Regions from separate parts of the Mus musculus genome. Here region 2 is linked to region 1. Evidence: chromatin contacts called from public Hi-C data. All regions are on one chromosome and are shown on one strand. Each heading gives the region's core, a stretch centred on a gene start, on an enhancer-like site or on the middle of the called end of the contact. The rest is flanking DNA. Distances are from core to core; before and after follow the strand shown. Region 1 holds the start of Cibar2 (CBY1 interacting BAR domain containing 2). Region 2 has its middle 36 kb from the start of Gm39264.

Region 1 (5,583 bases), core at 2,108-4,607:
GGTCTCAGCATATGATCAGGGAGTTGCCATGGAGACCTTCCCCCTTTATGGCGCCTCTGGAGAAAGATTGAAGCCAGTGTAACTGTTTGGAGCATCTTGCCTGCTGGCCTCTCCTCCTGCTTTCCCAGACAGAATGTTCTCGGAGGGAACACAGTGCCACGTGTCTGTTGTTCTTTCACAGACATGGCCCAAGTGCCTGGTGATTGATGGCTGTGCACACAGTAGGCACTTAGTTTATATTCCTCCAGTGACAGATCACATCCGAGCATATGGTCTGGGATGGACCAGTATTCAGCCGTCATTCACAAGGATCCAGATGGCAAGTGTGTACATCACACAGCCTGGTGTCTCTCTGTCTCTCTGTCTCTCTGCCTCTCTCTCATATATATATATATTTTTTATATATATATAAAAAATGTATACAGCATCCTGCCTGTCTCTATGCCAGAAGAGGGCACCAGATCTCATTACAGATGGTTGTGAGCCACCATGTGGTTGCTGAGAATTGAACTCAGGAACTCTGGAAGAGCAGACAGTGCTCTTAACCACTGAGCCATCTCTCCAGTCCAGCCTGGTTTCTCTTGACCTGTCTATTTAAATCCTTCTTAATAGGAGGTGAGTGTGACAGCAAGATCACCTGACAGAGGGCAAGAGGTCATGTAGCAGGCACAATATGCAGGCTTTAGGAATCTGTGGATCAGTAAAAAGATGGTGGTAGGGGAGGTGACCTCTTATAACCCGTATCTCCAGGGCCAGCTCCCAGACCATTGCTCCTACTCCAGAGCCTCACAGAGCTTCCCAGAGAGGGACAGTGACTGCCCAGGTCACACAGCACACCCAAGGCCAAAGCCTAACTGAGAGGCACTTGAGCCCTCAGGTTCTGCTCAGAGTCGTCCTGGGTTTTCTGCTTGTGGACCACGGCTGGGAGTTGGCATTGGGTTTTCAACTTGAGTTTTCCCCCTCTTTTTTCCTAGTTGTTTAAGAACGTAGCTGCCAGAGACTGCCTCACAGATACCACAGGGACCCAGGAGCAAGAGGGGGACACCTGGACTGCCATGTGACATGCCCCCGGGACTGGAGGGAAAACTTCCTACAGATATGACAGGATCCCATGTAACACACATGACTGTGAGCATGGCGAATGCCAGATGGTAGCTGGGCTCCTTTCTTGGGTGGGGAGTGACCAGGATGTGTGTCCTTGCCTTCCTGAGATATAAGCTGGGCCTCATGCTATGTGTACCTGACCCACATGGCTCAGCAAGATGTGCATCTATTGTGAGAAGGGAGAGAGAGTGACAGACAGACAGACAGACAGACAGACAGACAGACAGACAGTGACAGAGAGAGAGACAGAGGGAGACAGAGAGAGGCAGAGACAGACACAGATAAAGACAGAGAAACAAGGAGAAACACGGAGACACAGAGAAAGACAGGAAAGGGACTACAGAGAACCAGACAAGGACAGAGAATATGCGCCCTCCAGTGGCCACCCTGGACAATGCGGGTTGGTGACTCTCCAGTCGGCCAACCTCCACTCTGACCCCCATGTCTTAGTTCTGCATAGCCCGAGACAGTTTTCATTTTTTCAAATTCATAAGGTTTCCAAGGATTCCAAGAGAGCCAATGACGAGACCTCGCACAGTCTGTCCTCCACACCTATGCCATACCTGTGTCTCCAGTCTCCTGTGTCCCCTCTGCAATCCCGCCACCCTAAGCAGGAGGACTGGAGTGTGGTCTCTGTCGCCCTCTGGTGGTCACAGGCTATAGTACAGGGCAGACAGGGACGAAGCTGATTAACTGGAATAGCTGGGGTCTGGAGGAAACCGATTCCTTAAGATAGAGAAGACCCCAGACAGACTGAGGCAGGGATGTAGTCGTCCACCACTGGCTATCAGAGGTGGGATTCAGTCACCTCTGCATTCCAGAAGCTGGCCATATTCTTGGGGCATTGGCATCCCTCACCCACAGACAGAAAAGCCACAGTCCGTCAATGGGTACAGGAGGCGGATTCTCTGCAGATTGGAACAGCAGCCTCTGAATGAGCCCCATCTCCCATGCCGGAGTGACTCATCTGCTCAGCCTGTCTGCTGAGACCCCGTTTCCAGTAAGGCGATGCTCTGAGACCCAGGGTGGACATGTACTTTGGGGAGACACTTTTCAATTCAGCTAACACCTCAGAAGGGAGGGATTACGGACCAGGAGACACAGAGCATCATTCAGAGAGAAAAATCACAGGACTGGCACAGCCCCGGTAGGAGTTCAGGGCCATGGCTGCCCCTAAACAGAGGGCACAGTACCGTAAAGGACACACAGAGATTTGTGTTGTCTGGGGAAACCTGTCCCTGCCCCCCAAAAGGGGAGCATAACACATGTGCCACAGAGACCCAGCACTCAGGTGTGCTCTGAGGGCTCGCTGGACAGGGGACCCGGCTCCCAGTGCCCAGCCCACCTATCTCCTCATCCCTGCCGCAGGGGCTCCAGTTCCTATTGGGCGATTGTCTAGGAGACTAGAGAGACCAGGGCTTTGCTTTCAGGCCACACAGCAGAGCTGAGGCGTGGGGTTTGAATCTGAAGCAGCTGACCGTAATGTTTCTGCCTTACTAAGTGTTTAAAACAAATCCCAGCATGATGGAGCTGGGACGCACACAAAAAAACGACCCAGTGTGACAGGCGTCCCGTGGAACTATCAATATCTTGCCTTGGGTTCTCTGCCTCCACCACCAGGCCTGCTTTGCACCTTAAGTGAAAAGGGGAGTGGGGCGGGGCGAGTGGGGCGGGGCGGGGCGGGCGGGGCGGGGCGGGGGCTGTGACCCGCAGACCTCTCAACGTGTTAGTGCTCTGACGCTGGAGTCACCTTCCCCAAGTCTAACAGTGGGAGTCGCATACTCTGGGAAGCCCAGGACTGCCTGATTCGCTAGGCACTCCTCTGAGCTGCTGCCTGTCCCCCCGCACCCCCCCCCCCCGCACTCCTTTGGTTCACCTTCTCCGCTTCCCTTTACCGTCTACTCCCCCCACCCTCAGTGACACTGGCTCCCACGCCCCGCCCACCGGGCCTTCTGCCTTGAGGGTGGAGGAGACTCTACACAGCAGGGTCCAGGGTGAAGTCCCAGGCAAGCTCCCTTCGGGGATCTCCCTGTCCGTTCCTGGTGGTTACAAGCACTTTGAACCCCCAAGAACACCATATTCAAAGGCATGTGGAGGTTCTGTGTCCCACTTCCAATTCATTTCAGAGAGTGGTTAAGCCCCAAGGCAAAGCTGGCCCTCCTCACCCCGCAGGGGAGGCCCTGGTTGCCCAGCAACCAGCTGGGCTCCTCCCAGGGCTTGCCTGGGGATGGCCCGTTGCCTGGCAACCAGGCAGCAGAGTCCCTTGAGCTTAGCCAGACCACACAGCTGGGCCCAGTACTAGCTGCCTTCTCTCTGACTAGGGGACCCCTGGGGCCCTGTCCTTATCCTCCCCAAGATCCTGGCAGCAGGTGCCTCTCTCTGTCCACAATGAACGTCGTCCTCTCCAGGTGAGCAGCCTGCGCTGCTGGGAGGGGTATGCAGGTGGGATCCTCACGTTCTGCCACATCGGGGAGGAGGGCAGGTGAGCCCCCTGCCATCCCTTCTCAAAGTGGAGGGAGGGCTTGAAGCATAGAGGTTACCAGAATGCGATCTGTCGGCCTCACCTGTGCTGCGTGAAGAGCAAGTGTAGCCACTCTCTGGTCTGTTCCCTGCTTTTGCTTGCCCCCTAGGAACCCCTCCAAAAACCCAGGCCCCAGACCTTGACACTGCTCCCTCTAATGGCCCCAGACTCCCTGTCACCTGCCCTCCCTGATTGCCTTTGAGTCTCCCTAGGACTCAGACTTCCAGTGTCCTGGATGCACCCAGAATGCTCTTTAAAAGCTGGCTTCCAGCCTTACCCACGGGGCCTGCTTGCCTGTCTAACTGTGTATGAGTGACAGCCATCCTGGAGTCTGGCCTGCTGTATGCCCTTGGGCGGGATGCTTTGCATCTCTGGGCTTTTGTTTACTTGATTAAAAAAAAAATGTCAATAGCAACCTCTTCTAGGGAAGTGTGAGCGGAGCATTTGCAAACTACAAAGTTGAAGCTCATTAGCAGGCGTGAGACAGTGCTCCTTATGGGGTCTGCCAAGTGGCCACCACTAGAGGCCACAAGAGGGGCTTGGGTTCTAGAGAAGGGAGGGCAGCAAGGGACAGGAAAGACCTGGGGCTGAGGGGAGGGGACTGTGACAGGACGCCTCAGGAGCCTCCTGTACCCTTATGAAGACTGAGCACACAGGTTGTCACTAACGCTGGCTGTGGGCAGGATGCGGGGTGTGGGAGGCGGCATGAGCCCTGGAGGTGTGTCAGAGAAGGCAAGCGTGTGGCATGCGGTGGTCAGTGGTCTGCAAAGAGCTCTGTGGAGGAGCCCAGGGCTGGTGGGAGGGAGAAGGGACCAGGCAGAGGAGTAAGGGTGATAGAGAGCCCAAGTACTCCGCAGGGAGCTTGATGGGGTCGGATGGCATCGTGTAGCATCCAGTGACAGCCATCACAGCTGTCCACAACTCCCTATCAGAGCATCCTTGGTACCAAATGGACTGCAAGATGCAAGACACTGGGAAGGGAGTATAAATTAAGTATAAATTTAATTATGAGTATAAATTAATTATGTATGTGTGTGTCTCTAACACTGTGCACACTGTGCAGAGGACAGAGGAAGACACTGGGTGTCCCCTCGATTGCTCTTGCTTATTTATTGAGACAGGATCTCTCACTGAATCAGGAGCTGGGCTGGCAGATAAAAACTCAGGCATCCTTCTGTCTCAGAGCCCCACAATGCTGGAGTTACAGGTGTATGTGGGGGCCACTCCTGACCTTTTGTCTTGTTTAAGATTGTGTGTGTGTGTGTGTGTGTGTGTGTGTGTGTGTGTGTGTGTGTATTTTGCATTGTTTTGTTTTTTGAGGCAGGGTTTCTTTATGTAGTCCTTAGCTGTCCTAGAACTCTCTGTGTAGACCAGGCTGGTCTCAAAATCCCAGAGATCAGCCTGTCTCTGCCTCACCAGTGCTGGGATTCAAGGCATGCCTGACCACACCCAGTTCATGTTTTTAGATTATCAGTAATGCACTTAGGTATATACAGAGGTGGATTTGTGCACAGGAGTACAAGTGTCCGAGGAGGACATATTGCTCTGAGCTGCAGCTACAGGTGGTTGTGAGTCTGAGAACTGAATTTGGGTGTTTCTACAAAAACAATAGACAGGCTTAACCACTGAGTCATCTCTTCAGCTCCTCCCCCCATTTAACACAGGGGCTGGGGATCTGAACTCCGGTCTCCATGCTTGTGTGGTGTCCGTCTCCCCCCTCCCCCCAGCTGTTTCTCCAGACCCTTGAACTATCTGTCAGCCTCAAATAGATTCCCAAAGGGCCATTCATTTAACCCAAAAGCTTCTAAGAAGGGAGAAAGAGGAACTAACAGGAAAAGGCCCATGGGTGTGGAGGGGGCTGGAGGAGAGGCTTCTGTGGCTGGTACAGTGGAGTGCACGAGACTGTGGGGGTGCTGCAGCCCTTCACAGGTCCCAGGGAACAAAGGGCCCACCTGATC
Region 2 (6,152 bases), core at 352-2,851, 210 kb before region 1:
AGGAGGATGGTCCTCAGCTCAGTTCCAAACCCGGGGCCCTGTCCCTGGAGAAGGATGAGGGAGGAGGCCCAGGTGTGGAGTGGAGCCGTGGTGCAAGAGGACCAGATGGCTGCTGGCGGCAGGTGGTACCTCCTGCCTTGTCAGGCGCTCTGGGCAGCTCAGGGCTGAGTCAGAAACCCCAGCTCCCTGCATGGAAGGTGACTTTGGAACTTGTGACCTGGATGTGACAGTTCCAGAAGCAGGAAATGGGGGCACTGCCTCTAGGATTAGTGACAAGCCCTGGGCCCCCTGGAGATCATGTGAACCAAGCAGGGACACACCAGGCCCAGCCTCTGATACAGGTCGCCTGACCTACCTCTCCCCTCCTTGAGCCTCTTTGCCCTTTTCCTCCCACCCGTTGAGAGCAAGCCCAGCTGCTTCAGACCCTGCCCCGCCCCAGGAACTCAAAGGCCCTCTGCCCTTTCCTCTCTCCGCAACCACCTCTGCATCTTTGTGTGCCTCTGTCTCTGTCTCTGCTCCTTCTCAGCCTCTGACCTTGCGAGCTCTGTGGGGAGGGCACCCTGGCTCATGTACAGAAGGAGCTGAGATCTTGGCAGCCGGAAGTTATAGCGCCCAGGTGAGGCTCTCCTGATTCCACCCTTGCCCATGGTAGACTCAAGTCCCCAGAAGCAGCACTCTGTCTGAGCAGTGCCTGGATGCCCAGCTTGACTGTGGAGCTGGCAGTGACCTCGGTGTCCTGAATCCAGCATATCACATTCAGGCTCCAGGGATGAGGAAGCCTATGGGCCTGGACCGTCCCCATGGTCCCAGCAGCTGCAAAGGGCTCTGGAAGACACCAGTCGCTGACGGAGAGGGTTAGGTGTTTATCTAGACCAGAGAGTGTTGGCACCACAGTGGCAGGGAGAGAGGGGGTCTAGAGACCCAGCCGGGTGTTGGTTCACTCGGGCTTGCACTCAGCTCTTAAAATGAGGCTCCCCGCTCACTGGCTGGCTCCCCATTCCCTGTGGAGCTGCTTAGAGGAGGCTCTGAGTCTGCTTCTCACCTCCTCCTCACAGGGCACAGTGGGTTCCCAACACAGATGGACCGCAAGCTGGGAGTGAGGACAGGCTGAGGCCAGGAGCGGGCAGCCTGACTTGAGACTCAGCAAAGCTCTATTTGTATCTGACTGGAACATGCTAGAACTGGGAAGCTGGGGTGGGGAGGGGGCATTTTGAAACCGCAGGCATATAGCCAGGGGACAGGGCCGCCAAGTCTTCAGATCGGGTTGGGGGGACTTAGCTGGCCAGGCCTTCCCAAGACATCACTTCTTTCTCCAACGGCTGATCTATTCTGGGCGGGCTCTGGGCTCTGCTCCAGGCCAGGCTGGGAAAGGGGCCGAGGCTGGGGAGGAGGTGGCAGGGGGTGGTGGTGACAGGAGCTGTTCTGGGCAGGCCCCTGGAGAGCGTGGGCAGGGGAGGACAGAGCTGGCAGATGGAAGAACCTTTATTAAGAATGAGTCAAAGACCAGAAGGATTTTCTCAGGAGCCCTGGCGAGAAGGGAGCCCCGGAGTCCTGCCGCAAGGCTGGGCATCGTGCCCAGCCGCCGAGCCAAGGGGGGGGGGAGCTGGGCACTGGCCATGGGGCAGTGTCTCCAGCCAGGACACATGCCAGCCCGGGGCCATCCTGGCTAGGCCTCTAGACTCTAAGGCCCCTTTTCATTGCTGCTTCACCCTTAGAGCCCCCTCAGTCTGCCCACCTGTGCAATAGGAGGATCTTTCTCTGTGAGTGAGCCCAGACTGCAGACCAGTCATGGGGTGGGAGTGGGGCGGAGACCCCAGCTTGCCTTGACTCTCCCCTGTGGCACTCCCTATTGTAACTGATGCCCTACAGCTCTGCAGCCTAGATTCTGTGGGCATGAACGAGTCCTAACTGTCCACTTCCATCTCTCTCAGAGGTTTATAGCTAAGCCTACATCCTAAGCCTGCCTGCTCTGCTCTCTCCTGCTTGTGACCCAGGTGCCCAGCTCTGTCTATGGACAATATCAGGAACGTCCCCCCTGCTGGCTTAATTCCCTGCTGAAGCCACCTCCTTCAGGGCCAGCCTGGCTGTCACAGATGTGTGCTTAGTGCCCGAGGCTGGCTTTTTCAAAGCAGTGGCCATGAGATAGGCATGTCCTGCTGCAGGACGTGCTCTGGGGGACAGTGAACATCCAATCAGGGCTGGTGAATTCCTTCCAGGTCACTGTGGCTTACAAAGAACAAGATGGAGGGGCTGGAGAGAGGGCTCAGCCATTAAGAGGACTGGATGCTTTTCAGAGAGTCAAACCAAGCTTAGTTCTCAGCATCTACACGGTGTCTCACAACCATCTGTGCCTGGGGATCGGTCACGATGTGATACACGTATAAACATTCAAGCAAAACACTCATGTATCAATAAAATATCTGTAAGTTGGTTTTTTTGGTTTTTTTGGTTTTTTTTTTTTTTTTTTTTTGGTTTGTTTTTTTCTCTAGCAGGGCCTAGAACTTTAAGGACAAAGGGAGAGTCTGGAGGGCAGCCACCGCACCTCTGTCCCCCAGGGACTGAGCAGCAAAGCACTGGCTTTGAAGTATTGCTCCTCTGGTCCTTTTTCTGTTCGCACAGTAGCAGCCATCCCCCAGCCTCCGAGATTATTCGTGAATTCTCCCTCTACACCCATCAAATTAGAGCAGTGGCCACCCGGCTAGGCAGCCCCGACAGGTATTAAACTTTAATGAACACTAATGGCCTTGGCCTACTTCACCAGCACAGGGCTACTTACTAACATTTAACTCCTCAGGCCCCTGTGCTCCCTCCTCTCCTGCTGTGCTGCCCCCCCCCCCCATGGATCCTACCCCTTCCCCCCTCAGCCCACAGCTGGGCCTGCCCTTGAAGGTGTGTCTGCAAGCTGCCCGGCCCGTTCGCAGTCCAGCAGAAACCACCCTGCTCCCATCCGTTGTTGTCCAGAGCCACCCCGGGCTCTCAGGTTGACCAGACATGACAGGCGGTTCCCAGAGGGGCGCGCTCTGCTGTATGCAGACATAACCCTCATCCATCCAGAAGCCACCAAATACCATCCAAGCCCCTGCTGCCCTCCGGCAGTCAGAGGGGCTGTGTGCTTGAAGTCAGAGCTAAGCACAGTGCCAGGGTCCCAGACTGGGCCCTCAGATTGGAAGCAGAGGGAAGAGACAAGGATGCTGGACTTGTTCACTGCTCCAGAGCTGGCCACTGCCTTGTAGATACGGACTCCTTCCGTCTGTGAGCAATCACACAGAACCGTGAAATGTTCCAGAAGGTTCTAGATTTTCATCAGTCAGGAAGAGATGGCTCTTTGTGAAAATGAGGGCAACAGGCAAGCCCTTCAGGTGCCCCTGGGGCACTTGTAGATGGGGATATATAAGGGAGGGGCATTTGAACAGTGCTTACTGTGTGCTAAGGTGCTGTATAGATGGAGCTGCAATGCCATCAGATGTAACTGTAAGCAGGGTTCCAAGGGGGCAGGCAACCTATCTCACAGACAGGTCCCCAACCTCTCCTCTGTTCCTCCCAGTTAGAATGTAAGACACGGGGCACAGGCTGTAGCAGCCACTATTCTCTGAACTCCAGACAGCAGCGATGGAGACAGAGACGTCACTCTGCTCCAAGTGGGGCGAGCTGAGGGAGCCCTGGCCGTGTAGCTCAGACGCCAGCTTGTAGAGTTGCCACAGTCCCTAGGAACCACTCAAGCTGCCCACCTGGTTCCAGTTGCTTCCACAATACCCTGGCTGAGGTATCGACCCAGAGCCTCCACTTTCCCATTTCTACCACGGCAGGTAAGGTACTGCATAGGACTGCTGCTAAAACACAGGACACCCTGTGAACCCCTAAAATCTCAGATAACTTAGCACCACATAAGCCAGTGTGGCAGTGCACACCTGTGATGCTAGCACTCGGGGCGGAGGCAGGAGGATCTGCAGCTCACTGCCATGCACAGCTTTGTCGTGAGTATGAAGTTAGCCTGGGCTACGTGGGACCCTGTTTCAAGTCATCAAATAAATGACATCAGACAACAACACTTCAATATTAGAAGTGTGTGTGTGTGTGTGTATGTGCACACACGCATACACATGCCATAGTATACATACAGAGATCAGCGAACAATTTTGGGGAGTCAGTTCTTGCCTTCTGCCTTGTTAAAGCAGATCTCTCATTTCTGGCCCTGTGCAGTGTTCTCGGGGCTAGCCAGCTTCTGAGTGATTCTGTCTCTGCCCATCTTGGTGTAGAAACGAAGGGATTGTAGGAGGGTCAGCAGGTCCAGCTCTTGACATGCGTTACGGGGGTGGGGGTGGGATCTGGGTCACTGGGGGGCTTGTGTTGCTTGCTACTGTTGCACCCCACTGAGTACCCCACTGAGCACCCCACCGAGCTGCCTCCCAGGCTCCAGACCATGATTCTTTGACCGAATGACTTTAGGAGGATGGAAATCTCCGGGTGTAGTAGCACAAACTTAGAATCCCAGGACTCTGGGGACTGAGGCAGGAGAACTGCCTCAAGTTCTGGGTCAGCCTGGACTACAGTGGGAGCTCAAGGCTAGTCAGGGCTATGCGGGAAGGCCCTTTGTCAAAAATGTCATCCTCAGCAATGAAGATTTAACACAGAAGGTACAATCCCGTTAAATACTGCAGGCGAACGGCTTTCTGAGGGCCGGAGAGCCAGGCAGCCAATGCCACAGCCACTTCAAGAATATTCTCAGGGCTTAAAGGGAAAAGACTTCCTGCTGACCACAGCACACACACACCCCAGCCCTCCAGCCCTCCAGCCCCCCAGCCCTCCAGCCCCCCAGCCCCAGACGACAAATGTTTCACAATAGTAAGAGTGGGGACAGCCCAGATGAAGCCTGGACTGTCCTGCTGTGTGGATCTGAGGCTGAAGGTCAAACAGGGTCAGAGGTTGTGAGTCTGGAAGCCACCACACAAGCTCGCTGATTTATCCCACTAACTTCTCTGTTCTTGTTGTTGCTCTTTGTTTGAGACAGGGTCTTGCTGGCCTTGAACTCAGGGGCCCCTCCAACCTCAGGATCTTGAGCCTTGGGGCTTACGGGCCTTCTCTGATTGCTTCTGTATTATCACAGAGACTTTGAGACAGGTACAGAGTGTGCGTTTACTTGGACAGTGCTATCAAGAAGTGAGAAGGAAGGAAGGAACGGGGGTCCCTGTGGAAGCTCAAGGAGGGTCAGCAGTACAGCTGCCCCCGCCCGCCCTTACCCAGCACATTTGTTCTGAGTTGTCAGTCACCTGGAGCTGAGGCCACAGCCACACAGGTGAATGTGGCAGGGAACACACTCCAGTGGCTGGCAGCTTTAGTGTCAGGTGAGGGAGGGGCTGTTGGATGCCCGGTAGCCAGTAACTGCCACCTACCACTGTGGCAAGAGGGTAAGACTAGGCAAGCCTGCCCCATCGTCTCTATGTCTGTGGACACGTGGGGACTGTCATTTACAAGCAGAGTTTCTGCCGTGGTCCTCAGAATCGAGTAGGCTATTCTACTCTACACCGGAGTAGGCTAGCACTCCAGCAGACGGGCCTTGCATGTGAACCTGGAGTCAGAGCCTGGAACGACGCAGCCACAAGCCAAGGAATGCTGGAAGCTAGCCACGACAGGCAGGCATTTCCTCAGAAGCGGGACAAGATGCTAGACACAAGGCCGTTAAAGGAGCAAGGGTTTGGCCAGGTTCGTGTCTCACGTGTCTCGGCTCATGAGAGGCTTTGAAATGTCATGGTAGAAAGACGCCACAGCAGAAGGGCACAGGGGGGAGGGGGCGTTACTGCTCACCTGGGGGGGGGGGTCACCAGGAAGCAGAGAGCTGGGGAAACTGTCTCAATAGGCATCTCAGAGTACTGTCAATCACACACCTGGGCTCCATGCCCTCTAAGCACCACCTCCTAAGGCTGACACCATCCCCCAAAGCCCCAACCTCCCCCACCCCCACCCCGCAAGGTCAGTATCAGGGAATGAGGCTCTAATGCATGAGGCTTTTGGGGGAGACGGTTTGTGTTTTAACCACAACCCCTGAGGGCTGGGGACTCAGCTCTGTGATAGAGGGCTTGCCTAATCACTAGAACTGCAACAAAAAAAAAAAAAAAAAACCCAAAACCCGATACCAGAAGCTGAGGCAACCTCAT

Evidence for each region. A called contact is a pair of places that touch in the nucleus more often than the background predicts.
Region 2: a Hi-C map of cerebellar granule neurons shows a contact between it and region 1, with 2.1 times the contacts expected there. The contact joins the enhancer-like site here to the promoter of Cibar2 in region 1. A contact is called at or near these places in 4 of 39 promoter capture datasets (hippocampal neurons, neural stem cells, pre-B cells and 1 more), 5 of 484 Hi-C or Micro-C datasets (cerebellar granule neurons, hematopoietic stem cells, liver and 2 more), 1 of 115 datasets of contacts at active chromatin or transcription factors (pancreatic cancer cells) and 3 of 9 other capture datasets (adipose tissue, embryonic trunk and pancreatic islet).

The regions. Positions count from the first base shown.
Region 1 is chr8:120,175,243-120,180,825 of GRCm38.p6, reverse strand. It overlaps Cibar2 (CBY1 interacting BAR domain containing 2), which reads left to right and starts at 3,357. Exons shown (of 9, transcript NM_001033980.2): 1 at 3,357-3,512. The coding sequence starts at 3,493.
Region 2 is chr8:120,377,975-120,384,126 of GRCm38.p6, reverse strand. It overlaps a transcript of Gse1 not described here. Among named protein-coding and RNA genes, the nearest start is that of Gm39264, 36 kb to the right of the region's middle. Within about 2 kb of position 1,601, at least 152 of the 459 cell types and tissues checked have an H3K27ac peak or open chromatin away from gene starts, as enhancers often do. A contact at or near this core is called in adipose tissue, cerebellar granule neurons, hematopoietic stem cells and 5 more, where this site is marked.